Linked DNA regions of Mus musculus: region 1 is linked to region 2. Evidence: chromatin contacts called from public HiChIP or PLAC-seq data. All regions are on one chromosome and are shown on one strand. The core of a region is the stretch at or near the end of the contact, and the rest is flanking DNA. Distances in the headings are between cores, read along the strand shown.

Evidence for each region. HiChIP or PLAC-seq counts read pairs in DNA pulled down with a chosen protein or histone mark.
Region 1: a contact with region 2 is called in an H3K27ac HiChIP or PLAC-seq map of heart atrium, with 5 read pairs. The contact joins the promoter of 4933407G14Rik here to the enhancer-like site in region 2. A contact is called at or near these places in 2 of 484 Hi-C or Micro-C datasets (brain and liver) and 5 of 115 datasets of contacts at active chromatin or transcription factors (embryonic stem cells, heart atrium, intestinal villus epithelium and 1 more).

What each region holds. Positions count from the first base shown.
Region 1 is chr10:75,444,183-75,451,557 of GRCm38.p6, reverse strand. 4933407G14Rik (RIKEN cDNA 4933407G14 gene) reads right to left here and starts at 2,048. Exons shown (of 3, transcript NR_045841.1): 1 at 1,105-2,048.
Region 2 is chr10:75,374,606-75,381,357 of GRCm38.p6, reverse strand. No RefSeq gene overlaps it. Among named protein-coding and RNA genes, the nearest start is that of Gm40694, 23 kb to the left of the region's middle. Within about 2 kb of position 2,382, at least 27 of the 459 cell types and tissues checked have an H3K27ac peak or open chromatin away from gene starts, as enhancers often do. A contact at or near this core is called in heart atrium, where this site is marked.

The sequences.
Region 1 (7,375 bases), core at 799-3,298, 71 kb before region 2:
ACTCTCAATGACTCTGATCTCCAGCCTTTCCCTCCTCTTCCCTTTGCTTGGCTTGTTGTGTGTGTGATTTGTGTTTTAATAAGTGGAGCTACGTGTAGGAAACAGGCTTCAGCCAGTCCCGCTGCAGACACCCCCAAAAGAATAACCTTGAGACAAGAAGGCCTGAGAAAATAATTGGCTTCCTTTCCTCTCAAGTGACCTAGAGTGTCCAAGAGCTGCTCTCTCTGTCGCCGGTCACAATTGCCAATGGGGCTTAGGCTGCCCATGAAGAAGGCGAAATCACCAGGAACAAGTTTCAAGGGGGACTGGCTGCTCGTGATTGCCACTGAAGTCTCATTTTGATAAAGACAGAAGCCAATTCTTCCCAGACCGAACATCTGCTTCAATTCTGCTCCTCGAGTCTTCTTCCAAACACGAACAAACAGCTTGTTTTTGGCACAGTTCTTACTTCTCAAAACCGACTTTTTTATCTGTTTGTCCAAACACCTGCTCTGTCTAAACAAAAGGCCAAAAGGAACTTAAGTGGTTCCGGGCTTCCAGTTTCTCAAAAGGACAAAACCAAGAGAGGTTGCAAGACGTGACAGTGGTGTATAAAATGACCCATGAGAACATCTCTCTCACATTCAGGTCAGGCAAAGGTTGCTCTAGGCAAGAAGTCAGAGGAAGAATTGGAGTCGGGTCTTGTGTTTCCGATGTCCATTGCTGTGGCACACATTATGCTACATTGGATATTACTGTCTGTTACTGCATAACAGATTACTTTAATATTTGTGCCTTCAGACAACAAACGTATTATCCGACCATTTCTGTGGTCGAGGGTCTAGGTTCAAGAACTGGGTGCCTCAGGTTATAATTGAGCTCTCATCCTAAAGGCTGGATGGGGTTGAAGGGACTCCACTGTCAAGTTCACTGACATGGTCCTTTGTAGGGTTTGGATCCCGGGATGCAGGCTTCTCTATAAGACAGCTCTAACACTTTCTTACAGCGAAACAGTTGAATGAGCAGGATAGAAGCCCTGGTCCTTTGGCTACCGCATCTCAGGAACACCACCTACCATGATTGCTCTCCAGACAGTCCTCAACGTACAGGTTTTAGAACGCTTACCTTTCAGGTGGTATGAAGAGCGCACATGCAACCACTGTGGGACCTGTGGCACTGCTTTGAATCAAACGTGTTTTGTGTTGGATTATTCCCATCCGTAGGCTAATACAATTGTCCTGAGCTATTACATTCAGTAGGACAGACGTTTGCAATGCATTTCGGCTTCCTGCTATTCCCAGCTTTCGATGAAGGAATTTATTGTTGTAAACCAAGAAACTCCCTGTGCTTTATATTCAAAGAAAGTTACTAGTTTTAATTCTCATATGGGAATGTGAATACCAAGAGACAGTGACCATTGCACCGTCTGTCTTAGAAGATTGTATCATATCCTGCCATATGGATTGGATTTAAATATACACATGGGTGTCAGAAAGATTTCAAGGACGTGTTCTTTTGTAATTTAGTCAGAGGTTAACAAGAAACTATAGCAATTGACTGGCCAACCTTGGACTAGGTGTTCAATACCAAGCCAGAGAATTAAATTTTATCCTTGAGCTATGTCTTAACAGTTACAGAGCATGTGGGGGAAGGGCATTTGACTGAATACAGATGTGAAATTAATGACCCTCCCCCTTTTAAATAAATAACAGTTTTTCAAGCACCCAGCATAAAATGAAGCTGGAAATTGAGACTTAGTCATACACCTGTGTATCCCAACTGATGGAATCTCCTTATGCACTCTGGGAGTCTGCTGAGCCTCAGGGACTTGGGATACATAGACAAGAAGGCAAATGTGGCATTTGAGAGCAGACAGCTCATTTCCCATGCCCCTAAAAGTTCAGGAGCTTATTGTATACTTAGACTGGATTCCATTGTAACAACTGATCCTGGCCAGTGGGCAGTATTTCCCTCTCCCTCTCTTGGCATGGATGCCTCCTAGAACTGTATCTGTATAGCTACACACCCTGAGTATGTAAGAGCACATGTTCTGGCTGAGGTAGGTGTGTGTGTGTGTGTGTGTGTGTGTGTGTGTGTGTGTGTATGAACTCATAGTGAGAGAATGTTAGTTGTGTAATGAAATCATAATGTGACATCACAGAAGGAGTGGTTTAGACAACAAACATTTATTCCTCAGAGTTCTAGTCGCTCCTAGTTCAAGATGGGGGTGTGGGCAGGTTTGGCTTCTCTTGAGGTTTCTTTTATGGGTGTGCCATGGCTGCCTTCTGTGTCCTTACATGGCCTCTTCTCTGTTCACGAATGTCCCCTGTGTCTCTAACACATGTTGTTGTTAGATCAGGGCTCTGTCTGGCTGTGCATCTGCCTCGCCACTGGAATGCCGCTCAGGGAAGACAGAAAGCAGACCTAGGGGACTGACTTTGGGCTCTGCGCATGCCAGACAAGCACTGTGCCTCTGAACTACTTACCTAGATCTTGATTTGCAGCAGAGTCTCACTGGTTCTGGCTAGTCTTGAGCTTGCTATGCAATCTAGGATAGCCTTGGATTCCTGCCCTAGTTTGCTCCCCTGTTGGTTGAATAAATAGGATGATCTGATCCAAGTTGGGAGAGCAAAGGGTTTATTTGGCTTACACTTCAACATTTCAGTCCTTCATTATGGGATGTCAAGGCAGGAAGTCTGAATAGGAACCCAAGATAGGAGCCTGGAGGCAGGGACTGAAGCGGGAATTCATGGAGGAATGGTTTACTGGGCTTGCCTCCCATAGTGTTCAGCTTGCTTTCTTTAAAAGAAAACATTTTAAATTAAAATAGAATTATAACACTTCTCCCTTTCATTTCCTCTCTCCAGCCCCTCCTAGGTCCCTTCCCTCAAACCTCTCCCATGGGCTCACATTCTCAACTTGATAGCTTCTTTTTGATAATCTGTCTGTCTGTCTCTCTCTCTTACACACACACACACACACACACACACACACACACACACGCACGCACACATACCTTGCTGAGTCTGTTTCTGTTGTTTGTGAGTGATGGTTTCAAGGCTGACCACCCTGCATTGGAGAATCAAATGGTTCTCACCTCTTAGGAGAGGCTGATACTCCTTCCCAGTGTTGCCTGTGCCCTGGGCTGCTCTCTGCCTGACCCTACCTGCCCTTGGGAGTTGGTGTTGAGGTAGTGCAGAGTCAACGGAGACTCTGGGAGCACGTGAGAAACGCTGCAGCAAGCTTTCTAAACACTGCTGCAAGCTCCTTTAATACCCTCGTTGGTCCCAAGGAAGCACCTTTTCTAAACAGCAGATCTTGATTGGTTGGCATTGTCTGTACCAGCAATCCTTGGTCTCTCAGGTAGTCTTCAATTAGGTTCTCCTGCAGGAGATACGTTTGGGGCTGTGTGGCCCCTAGAGGCTGTCCCACTATTCCTGCTACAGCCCAGTAGTCAACAGCTGCCTGTAGTTCTTTGTGTAGGAGTGAGAGACTGTGAAATGACCCCCCCCCCCATTCATGTGAATATGCCCATTGCTATTGTGATTGTTCCAGTCTTATTTATGTAGCTGTTTTAGGAGAGACTGTCTCACAGCAGACTTCCTGGCAGTCTCAATCTCCTAATCTCCGCCCCCCCCCCCCAAGCTATAGATGCAGGAGCTATGTAGCTATGTGTCTGTTGTTGCTTGGCTCCCCACAATCTGTTGATCTCTGCACTGTATCCAGCTGTGAATTTCTGTGATGGTCTCGTAATTATGCTCATCTAGAGAGATAACGTTCCCATGGATCTGTAGAGTAGATCCTTGACGTGGCTGACATACACTGAAGACATCTTTGGCTCCCCACACTTGGCTGCTCACAAACACTGGGCAGCACCCAAATGTGGACACCTGCTGCAGCTGCCGCCCTTCATGACATTTGTGGTTTTAATCTTAAATGGGCTCGAGAGTTAAACGTCTATAAAATTTCAAAAGGATATTGTCCCTACAATTCTCCCTAAAGTGAAGAACGTGGCTCGTGAAATAGCTCCGTGGGTAAAAGTACTTGCCAGGCAAAGGTGAAAACCTTACTTTGATCTTCCCAACCGCGAAAAGAACCAACCCTACAGCACTGCCTTGCCTCCACGTGCAAGAGCTGAGCCATTTCTCCAGCCCTCTCCACCTTCACTTTTGAGACAGGATCCCCCACTACACTTGCCAAGTGACTGGCTATGCAAGTCCCCGAAATTCTTGTGTCTCCACCTCTTCAGCTACTGGATTATAGGCACAATCCGTCCCAGCCAGCTTCCTAAATAGGTAATGGAAGTCACAGCCCAGGGCTTCATGCTTCTGGGGCAAGCATTTCACAAACGGAGCCTTAGCTTGCTGCTAACATTTCTGTTCTCATAACAATAAAAGGTCCGATGTCGGGGAAGCGGCGCTGTAACGACCATGGCTTTTCCTCTCCACTGTGTTTTTGTTTTGATTATCTTGTTTCCCTGTGCATTTATGTTTCTAGGGTCTTATCAGAAGTCCCCCTAATCACCTAATCTCTGTTCGTTATTATCTCGATCCCTTTTCAATGTGTGGCTCACAGGATTGTCTTAGAATTTGTGCTCCTTCTCTGAGGACCTGCTCTGGGGCTGCCAAGCTTGGGATTTCCCATCACCATCAATGTTAGCATTCTTCTAGGCTCCGCCCAACAGTTACCTAGCAACAGCCAGGTACAAGCCTCGCCCCTTAGAAGAAGGGGCAGGCTTCTCCCCATCTACTCTTCACACCACCCGCCACCCCATCCCACGTGACCATGGCCGACCTCTTCCCCCATTCCCCTCTTCCTTTCTCCCCTCTCTGTCCTTTTCTCTCCCCCTTTCTTTACCTCCAGCCCTTTCCAGGTCCCACTCCACTTCCTGGCTCTCTTCGCCCAATAAACTTCCTTTGTACTAGGCCTGTCTCATGGTGGTGATTCCCCCATCCTCAGGGGAGGGAGGGCAGGGGAAACACCTTGCCAGGGCCCGCTGAGGTGCTCCCTCCCATCCGCCGCATGACATTACGCTTCATAAAACACAACAATCACCATCACCAGGGGAATCCCCTCGCTTCCTTCCCGTGAAGTTCGTCTGCTTCCTGGACTCCCTGTCTTCTCATAGTGTGCTCTCCCCTTCCTCCTCCTTCATGGCATATGTGCTATCGGAGCTTCCTGAGAGGATATGCAAGACCCTGTCCTTCAAAGTCTTGCCTGTCTGAGGTAGCTAATGCTTGGTTACAAGTCCAGTTCCAGGGGAGACGCCATCCTGCCTCAGAAGAGCGTGGCCTTTATCTTCCAGCACAGCCCGTGGTCTTGGAGTCTCCAGAGCAGCTGTTGAGGAGACCTAAGCCGTTCTGACCCCTGACTCTGTGCGGGATGCTGCAGGAATTCTTTGTCTCAGCATTAGGAAATGTCACTGTGAGATGCCTATCATCTTGGCCGCTCAGGGTCCCTTTCATACTGAAAACTCACATCCTTTGGCTCTGGGATGTTTTCTTCAATTGTCTCATTTCCTTTGTTGTGCTTCTAAAAATCCCTGTTATTCTGACATTGCGATGAATTTTGCATCTGTTCATTTCTAGTTCTCTCCCTGCCATTTCGTGGAAATCTCCAAAGGTGATTCCTACGGTCTAGATAACCATTTGTAATGGCTGTACTAGTGAGTTTATGAAGCATATAGAAAACGGAAGCAAAGGGTCTTAGCACCCAGACAGAATCAGTAGTTAGCATAGCAGCATCAGATCAGTGCTGATCGTTAAGATCTCAATGAAACTTGTGACAGATGGATAACCGGAAGTGCCTACTAATATAACCGGAAGTGCCTGCTAACATATCAGAGCAGATGCTGGCTCCCAGGTGCTGAGCATCAGGAGGACCTGTTTCAGAGTCACCCTGGCTGATATACCCCACCTCAATCTCTCCAACCCCTCAGCTTCTCTTGATTCCTATATAAGCCAGCCATTTTGGCTACCTGTCCTCCTCTTTGTTCCTGGCCCTTCTCTTGGCTCCTGATCCCTCCCTTGGCTTCCTCCTCTCTTGCCCTCCCTACTTCTCTTTCCTCTTATGACTCCGTTCAGTCTGGAATCTTCCAGATGCCCCTGGCTGTGCTCTCCCTCACGTCTATACTAAAAACCTCCCCATAAACCATACCTAGGAACAATTATGTCTTCATTTTGTATTCACATCTAACTTTCAACTGGTGTGACTGGAGCAACCTGATTTAAAGAGCAAACAAAGACAAGGTCAAACCCAGCTTTCCCCCTCCCAACGAAACCCCCCTCCCCCGCGGTATTCAGCAGACTGGAAAGGACAGCCACTTAGAACCAATCATGGGAAGAAGGGGCGGTTCTCAGCTGAGACCTTTCTCCTGGGATGTGTTTCTGATTTCCGGTTCCCACGTCAGACATTTTTTTAACCCATGTAAGAAATGATAAAGTCTTCCTTGCTTCTCGCTGTTCCAAAGGATGTGATGGTCTCACTACCCTTAGCTGTCCCTTCTTGTACCCTTCTTGGCCTCTCTCCAAAACGTGTTTTGTTCTGTGCCTAGCACAGACCTGGTATGCACCTGAGATAGGGAGACTCTCCTGAGCGATGCATCTGAAATTAATATTTACATGAGCCCAGCAATATTTTCACAAGCATGTCAAATAGAAGCCCCATCTATAGTCATTTCCAACGGGTAGGCATGGTGTCTACAAGTCTTTCATGGTCAGGACACCCTTGAGACCAGAAAGGGATTCAGGGTCCCTACCTGCCACCTTAGTTAACAGGCTCCCTAAGGGCCTGTCCTCAATGTCCTCTCAGGACTTCCCTCTATCCCCCTCCACTGGCTTTCTGCTGCCCCTCCCCCACACTGCTCAGCAAGCTGCTTCCTGCACTAGTACCCTGTGTTGCTAGTGCGATCTTCTTACAGCTGGCCCCAGCCTGGCAGCCCCTAGCTCTGAAGATTATCCAATTATCCCATTAGCCCAGCATGTCCTTCCTTCCTCTGAGCTTTTAGCTCCCCCGCCTCCCTCCCCCTTTCCCAGGGCTTCCCAGAGCCTCCTTATGCTTTCCTTAGCCAGTCCTAAAGCTGAGTCAATACCTCAGCTATATAGACCCACAGTCTGCCTCATTGCTCGCGGAAGGAACGTGCCTCGCAAATCCAGAGTCACATGAACAGTCAATGGCAGCAGAGAACTAACACCTAGAGCTCATGGCTGTGCTTTCTGCTTTCCTAACCATGGGCGCGATGGCGTGTCCCACCAAGCGCATGCGTGACATGCCCCATCAAGCGCATGCGTGAAGTGTCTCATCAAAAGCTCGCTGGGGTTGCCCGTACGATGAAGGAGATACTAATATGAATAAAGTAGCCCAGAGCCACAGAGGAGGTAGAACCAAGAAGCTACAG
Region 2 (6,752 bases), core at 1,133-3,632:
GATATATGGTTATCTATGCCTAGGCAATAGGTCGCTGGCCACTCAGCTCTTACATCTCACGAGGCTAGACTCATTGCACGGGATAGAGTGAGTGTGCTTCAGCAGCCCGAGAGAGTTGCACGGCTAAGCACTGCAATGGAAAGGCTCTGCGGCATATATGAGCCTATTCTAGGGAGACATGTCATCTTTCATGAAGGTTCAGTGTCCTAGTTCCCTTCCCCCAGGCAAAACGACACGGGAGCAGGTCAGGGTTGCTCTGGGTAAAAGCCTGTGAGCCTAAGAGCTAATCCTGTACATGGCTCCTTTACCTACACACTGGGGATTTGACCTCTATCTCCACTCTCATTAATATGGGTGGCCTATTTGCTCTTATTAATGTGGGCAGCTGAGAGCTGCCCACAGCTTGGATTTTAAAGTGCTGGAGACGGAACCCAGGCTTCCCACACTCTAGACAAGCACTCCACCAGCGAGCACGCTACCCAGGCCTGCCACTGCGGACTTCCAATCCTGAGGTTTTGGTAAACAGCCCTGACCTTTCAGCGAGGACCTGGCGTTCAGGCAGTACAAAGCTGGGAGCAGAGAGCTTTCATTCAGACCCTGCCCGGGTGACCCCAGGAAACACTGGCTCCCATCCCTCAGAGCACAGCGGCCACCACCCTCCCTTACTTGTCGGGACTGACCATGCCATCTACAAATCTGCACAGCGTTGCAATGTCCTATACTGTAAGCAGGAACAACGCAGCGTCCTGGGGGAGTCCAGGAGACTTTGGGTGTTCCAAACACAGAGTTCCAAAGCTGAACAAACGGACAATCAGAGGCCATCCTTACCCTGAAGAAGCTAGCGGCCTGCTGATCAGTCGACGGGCAGCTCAGGGCGTCTCTGGTTTCTAGGCAGCTCTGTGGATCTGGGAATTTCTCTCAGTAATCCTTTTTTCTTATATAAACTAGGAGAGAGAGAGAGGCCTAGTAGATCTGGTTAGTTTCAGGGATTTCCTAAAGCTGTTTAGTTGTTTATTTCCTGAGTTTTAATCAGCTTCCCTTCAGGGTGACAAATGTCAACTCAGGAAATTGTTACACAATAATGTCTTAAGATGAATTTATGGGGCTGGCTAAATGGCTCAGCGGGTAAGAGTACTGACTGCTCTTCTGAAGGACTTGAGTTCAAATCCAACAACCACCCATAATGAACTCTGACACCCTCTTCTGGTGGATCTGAAGACAGCTACAGTGTACTTATGTATAATAATAAATAAATCTGTGGGCCGGACCGGAGTGAGCAGGGCCAACCAGAGCGAGCAGGGTTGACCGGAGCGAGCAGAGGTCCTAAAAATTCAATTCCCAACAACCACATGAAGGCTCACAACCATCTGTTCAGCTACAGTGTACCCATATACATAAAATAAATTTTTTTTAAAAAAAGATGAATTTATGTTTTTCCTATCAGTACCCCTCGCTGGGTTTCCAGATTCAAAATCTGAAATATGTTTCTTTCTGAAGACATCTTCTGGATTATGAAACATCTTGCATTCTGCCCTTTCTCTAGTCTCCCTGTCCATCATGGCTGTCCTCCCACACTGCAGCCTGTCTATATTAGCTAGAAGCTTCCTCCTATTTCTGTTTACCCCCAGCAGAGTCTTTTCAGACAAGATCAGATGTGTTCAGAGAGGTATGGCCACAGACTAGCAGAGCCTTTTAAAACTGATTTTTCTACAATAACTTTATCATAATATTTGACATATCAATAATTCTGCTTCTTCTTCTTCTTCTTCTTCTTTTCTTCTTCTTCTTCTTCTTCTTCTTCTACTTCTTCTTCTTCTTCTTCTTCTTCTTCTTCTTCTTCTTCTTCTTCTTCTCCTTCTCCTTCTCCTTCTCCTTCTCCTTCTCCTTCTCCTTCTCCTTCTCCTTCTCCTTCTCCTTCTCCTTCTCCTTCTTCTCCTCCTCCTCCTCCTCCTCCTCTTCCTCCTCCTCCTTCTACTTTTTTGAGTGACTATCAGTGAGATAATCATATCAAGCCTGGTATGATGGCACATGCTTATAATTCCAACTGCTTAAGAGGTTGAGATAGATCAAAAATTCAAGGCCAGCCTGGGCTACAGAGTGAATTCAAACCCAACTGGAGAAACTTGGAAAATAAAAACAAGAACAAAGGGTTTGAGATAGAGCTCAGTTGTAGACTACGTTGCCTTGTGAAAGATCCTCTGCTTAAATCCCTACACCATCCTCCTGTGCCCACAAAGGCCTGTGGGCCTGTTTCTTTGATTAAAATTTTAGCATTTTGAAAGCAGGAAGAATTTTGTCTATGCCAGTGGTGCTTAATGCAGGGCCTTGTAAGTAGCTGTGTGACTCAGAGCCAGTTATTTAATGACTCCACGTCGAAGACAAACATTCAGAGAGGTTAGATGCGGGAACGGGAGCGAGCCGGCGCCCGGGGTCTGTGTGCCAGCTGCTAGTTACTGCTGCGGTGAGGGTGATTTCCAGTTACGTGCTAAATTTAGCACTTGAGAGCATGTTGGAACTGGACAACATATTTCCTAGCTGGAATGCAATGACTGGTAGGCAGCATTCTTTGAAAGGATCTTCAGTGGGAATAATTTCTCAATAAGTTGGCAACTGCAAGAGGGACATAGACTAGGTCATTATGGAAGATGAAAATTAGCTTTTTAAAATGAAGGACTCTGGGCCATATTTGTGAATGATGCTACCAGGAAATGTAGAAGGGGCAACACAGTATGTATTGCATTCTAGGCTATAGTTACCCCTTTCTACATTCTAAACCTTACCTTATAATCACCAATGGGACTTCACTCGAGGCTCAGTATGGATAACTAAGATTTATTTGACTCCAGTGGTCAAACACTTTCCACCCCATGTAGCTGTTCCTAGCCTATTGCCCATCTCTAATGCAGCACAGAAGGGAAAAGCCTGGACCAGTGGCTCACATCTGTCATCCCAGAACTCAGGAGAGTGAAGTAGAAGGAAGCCAGCCTGGGCTGTACTGTAAGTACAAAGCTGGAGTTATGGTGTGAGACTGTGTCTGAAGAATAGCCAGAGGGAGGGAGGGAGGGAGGGAGGGAGGGAGGGAGGGAGGGAGGGAGGGACCCACCTATGGACCGACGGAGGGAGCAAACTTCTCTTTCCCAGGGGTGCATAGTATAATGGGGCAAGTCACGTTTGTGTGTGTGTGTGCGTGTGCGTGTGAGTGTGCGCGTGCGCGTGCGAGTGCGAGTGCGCATGTGAAGGCAGGATATATATGGGATATCTTCATACGAGTTTTAGTGGTAAACTTAAAATGCTCACAGCGTTGGGTGTGGTGGCATATGCTTTTGATCTCAGTACTGGGAGGCAGAGGCAGGCAGATCTCTGATTTTTTTGTGGCTAACATGGTCTACAGATCTAGTTCTAGGACAGCCAGGACTACACACACACACACACACACACACACACACACACAAGCCCATGTCCAAAAAAAAAAAAAAAAGAAACAAAAACTAAACAAATAAATTAAATATTCAATGTAGGGTCTCATGAAATCCCAGGCTGGCCTCAAACTCATTATGACTTGAACTTCTGACCTTTCTGCCTCCATGCTTGAATGCTAGAACTGCAGACTCCACTACAGCCCATTTGTGTTGTGCATGGCAGGCAAGCACTCTGCAAACTGAGCCCGTAAATATCACCAGCCATAAACACACTCTTAAAATAAATTCTGTATTTTAAATGGGGAGAAAATTGGAAAGTCAATAGATTGTAGGAAATCAATAGAAACAATTTTATGTTTACTCAGAAAGAGTAGAATGTAAGGCACACAGAAATGAAATAAAACAACCCGCCAAACCAACCAACAAAACAAAACAAAAACAAAAACGAAAAAAATCCACAGACACTAAAACGCAGTATTCTCAAAACAATGCAGAAAGTGAAGGCATTCTAACACTGGGGAGTGGACATTGATCCCTGGTGTGAAGAACTCCTTGGGATCCTGGCTCTGTCAATAGGGACAATTCCTGTCATCTCATTGGCTCTGTTTGCCCAGCTGCAAAATCTGGGTGTGATCTCTGGTATCTAAGGTGCCTTTAAGTTTGGACTATCCACCTCTGTATTTGTGTGTAGTATAACCTAGCACTTGGAAGCAGAGACTCAAATGCTTGGGCTCAGTTCCCTCACCCCATACCTGGCCATGGGCAAGCTGTTCAGTTGCTCAGGAACTTGTTTTCCCATCTCTGTACTAGGGATAAAGATAGTGAATTTGCCCCGCTTGGGGTTGAGGGATCAATAAAAATGATCTATTTTTAAATGCCTAAAGCAGGGAATATCAGAGAAAGAGAAACCATTATAAATGCAGTTTGTAGATGCTGTTTCTCTAATACCCATTTGGCACCACGGACAGCATAAAACCCTGTGCCACCGTGTAGCTGCAAGATGCTGAAGGTAAATGAAATTAACAGAGCAGAGTTTGCAAGGTCTCCTTTTGGGACAGGAATGAACGGAATCTTAGGAGATGGTGTGGTCGGGACCTCTGGGTTACAATTAGGTCAGAGTCAACTGAAAAAATATTCCCATCGTTCAGTGGAAAGTCACTGAAAACTCTGTGGAGACAGTACCACCCCTTTGTTGGTGTTTATCTTCCAGGATTCGCTGCTGACTCCAGAGGGCTGACATATTGTTATCCTGGCAGAGACAGGATTTTAAACAAGCTTGGGAGATTTTTCTAACCCAAACGCTAAGTGTCTACAGTGGGCTTCTGCTAAACTGACGATACAGCAAGACTCAAGTCTGTGAGAGTCTGCCGCCAATCGCAAGGATCAAAGAGACGTGAACTTGACTCGTTGACAGGGACGATGATGTAGTAATGATCGCAGGTTATTTCGGAATTTAGAGTCTCATGTCTCTGTCCTTAGACCGCTCTCTGCCTTCCTTTTGGTGGGTATAGGAAAGAAATATGGAGGGCTACGGGTGCGGCAGACCAGAGTTTGGTTAGCTAAGGCAGGAATAGCATAGCCTGGGCTACACGGGAAGAGTGTTTTGGGGAATGGGGAGGAATGAGTGCCAACCTAGAAGTGTACTTTAGTGACAGAGTACTTGTCTGGGTCCAATCTCCAGGGATAAGCACGTGCACACGTGCAAACAGACACACCCCCTCCTCGAAGACAGCATATATATTTAATGACACCACTAAAAGTTTTTACCATACCCCAAGTTTCATCTGCTGACGTAACTTCCACTACTGAAGCTAAAATGGGGGGAAAAAAACCCTGTTATTTGTCTATAGTTCTAGCATCTTTTGAGTCTTCTTAGATCACTTTTTACAAAGTTGAGCTCAAAATATCTTTCCATTTCTGGGATAGTCAAGAAACTGAGGCAGGATGACCATAATTTCAAGATCGACCTGGGACACAGAGCATTCAAGGTAACCTGAGTGTCTCAGTTGGACGCTGTCTTTAAGAGAACAGATATCCTTTTAAAAGTCAGTCTTAGTTTCTTTTCTTGCGGCTGTGATAAAATACCCTAAAAAACTTAGGGGAGTGTCTTGGTCAGGGTTTCTATTCCTGCACAAAACATCACAATCAAGAAGCAAGTTGAGGAGGAAAGGGTTTATTCAGCTTACACGTCTACATTGCACACTTCTTTTTAATTAATTACATCCCAAATGTTGCCCCGCTTCCTGCTCCCCCTCACAGAGTTCCTATCCCCCCTCCCATTCTGCCTCCCTTTGCCTCTGAGAGGTGCTCCTCCCTTATCCCCCGACCCTGGTACATCAAGTCTTTACAGAATTAGGTGCGTCCTCTCCCACCGAGGTCAGATGTGGCAGCCCTCTGCTACACATGTGTATGTGGTGGTGGGTGGAGGCTCGGACCAGCCCGTGTATGGTTTTTGGTTGGTGGCTCAGTCTCTGGGAGCTCCCAGGGGTCCAGGTTACTTGACACTGTTAGTCTTCTTGTGGGGTTACCATTTCCTTGAGGGCCTTCAGTGCCTCCCCTAACTCTTCCACAGGGGTCCCTGACCTCCACCCAAAGTTTGACTGTGGGTATCTGCATCTGTCTCAGTCAGCTGAGCCTCTCAGAGGCTGCTATGCTAGGCTGTCCCAGGCAGCTCACCCTTCATTGCTATTCTACCAAGGATGGGTAACCGTAACCACATTCCTATTCCATTTCTATAGGACAGTTTTTTTTTAACATTTCATATCGTTGAAATCATGTGCTATTTATCTCGCTGTGACTGGCATAGTTCACTAACATACTAACCTACCTTTCTATTCATGTGTCAAACCCGGGAGGGGGTCTGTCCTTTTATAACTTCATAGTATTCCATTATGCATATAAAAAGTGTTTTCTTTATCCATCCACAAGTTGGTCCAAATTCACGTTTCCAGTTTTTAATTTTTATAATAAGCATGAGAATAAAGTTGTGTCTTGATAATGATTTCATTTCCTTGAGATATACGCTTGCTAGGTTCTACAATAATCCTGTTCTAATTAATGATTGTACTAATTACCAGTCCTGTTATCCATGTGTAAAAGTTCTTTTTTTCTCCACCAGCTCTTCTAATCCTTAACTATCCTTTAAAAAATATTTATTTTATTTTAATCTTAACCCTTTGGGTAAGAGCCATTCTGACTGGGTTAAGGTGATACACACTCTTTGACTGGCACCTTGCTGATAATTATTGATGCTTGAATGTTTTACATACCTGTTAGTCATTTGTACCTTTTGTTTCTTTTTTAAAGAAACCCTTATTTCCCATTTCCACTGGG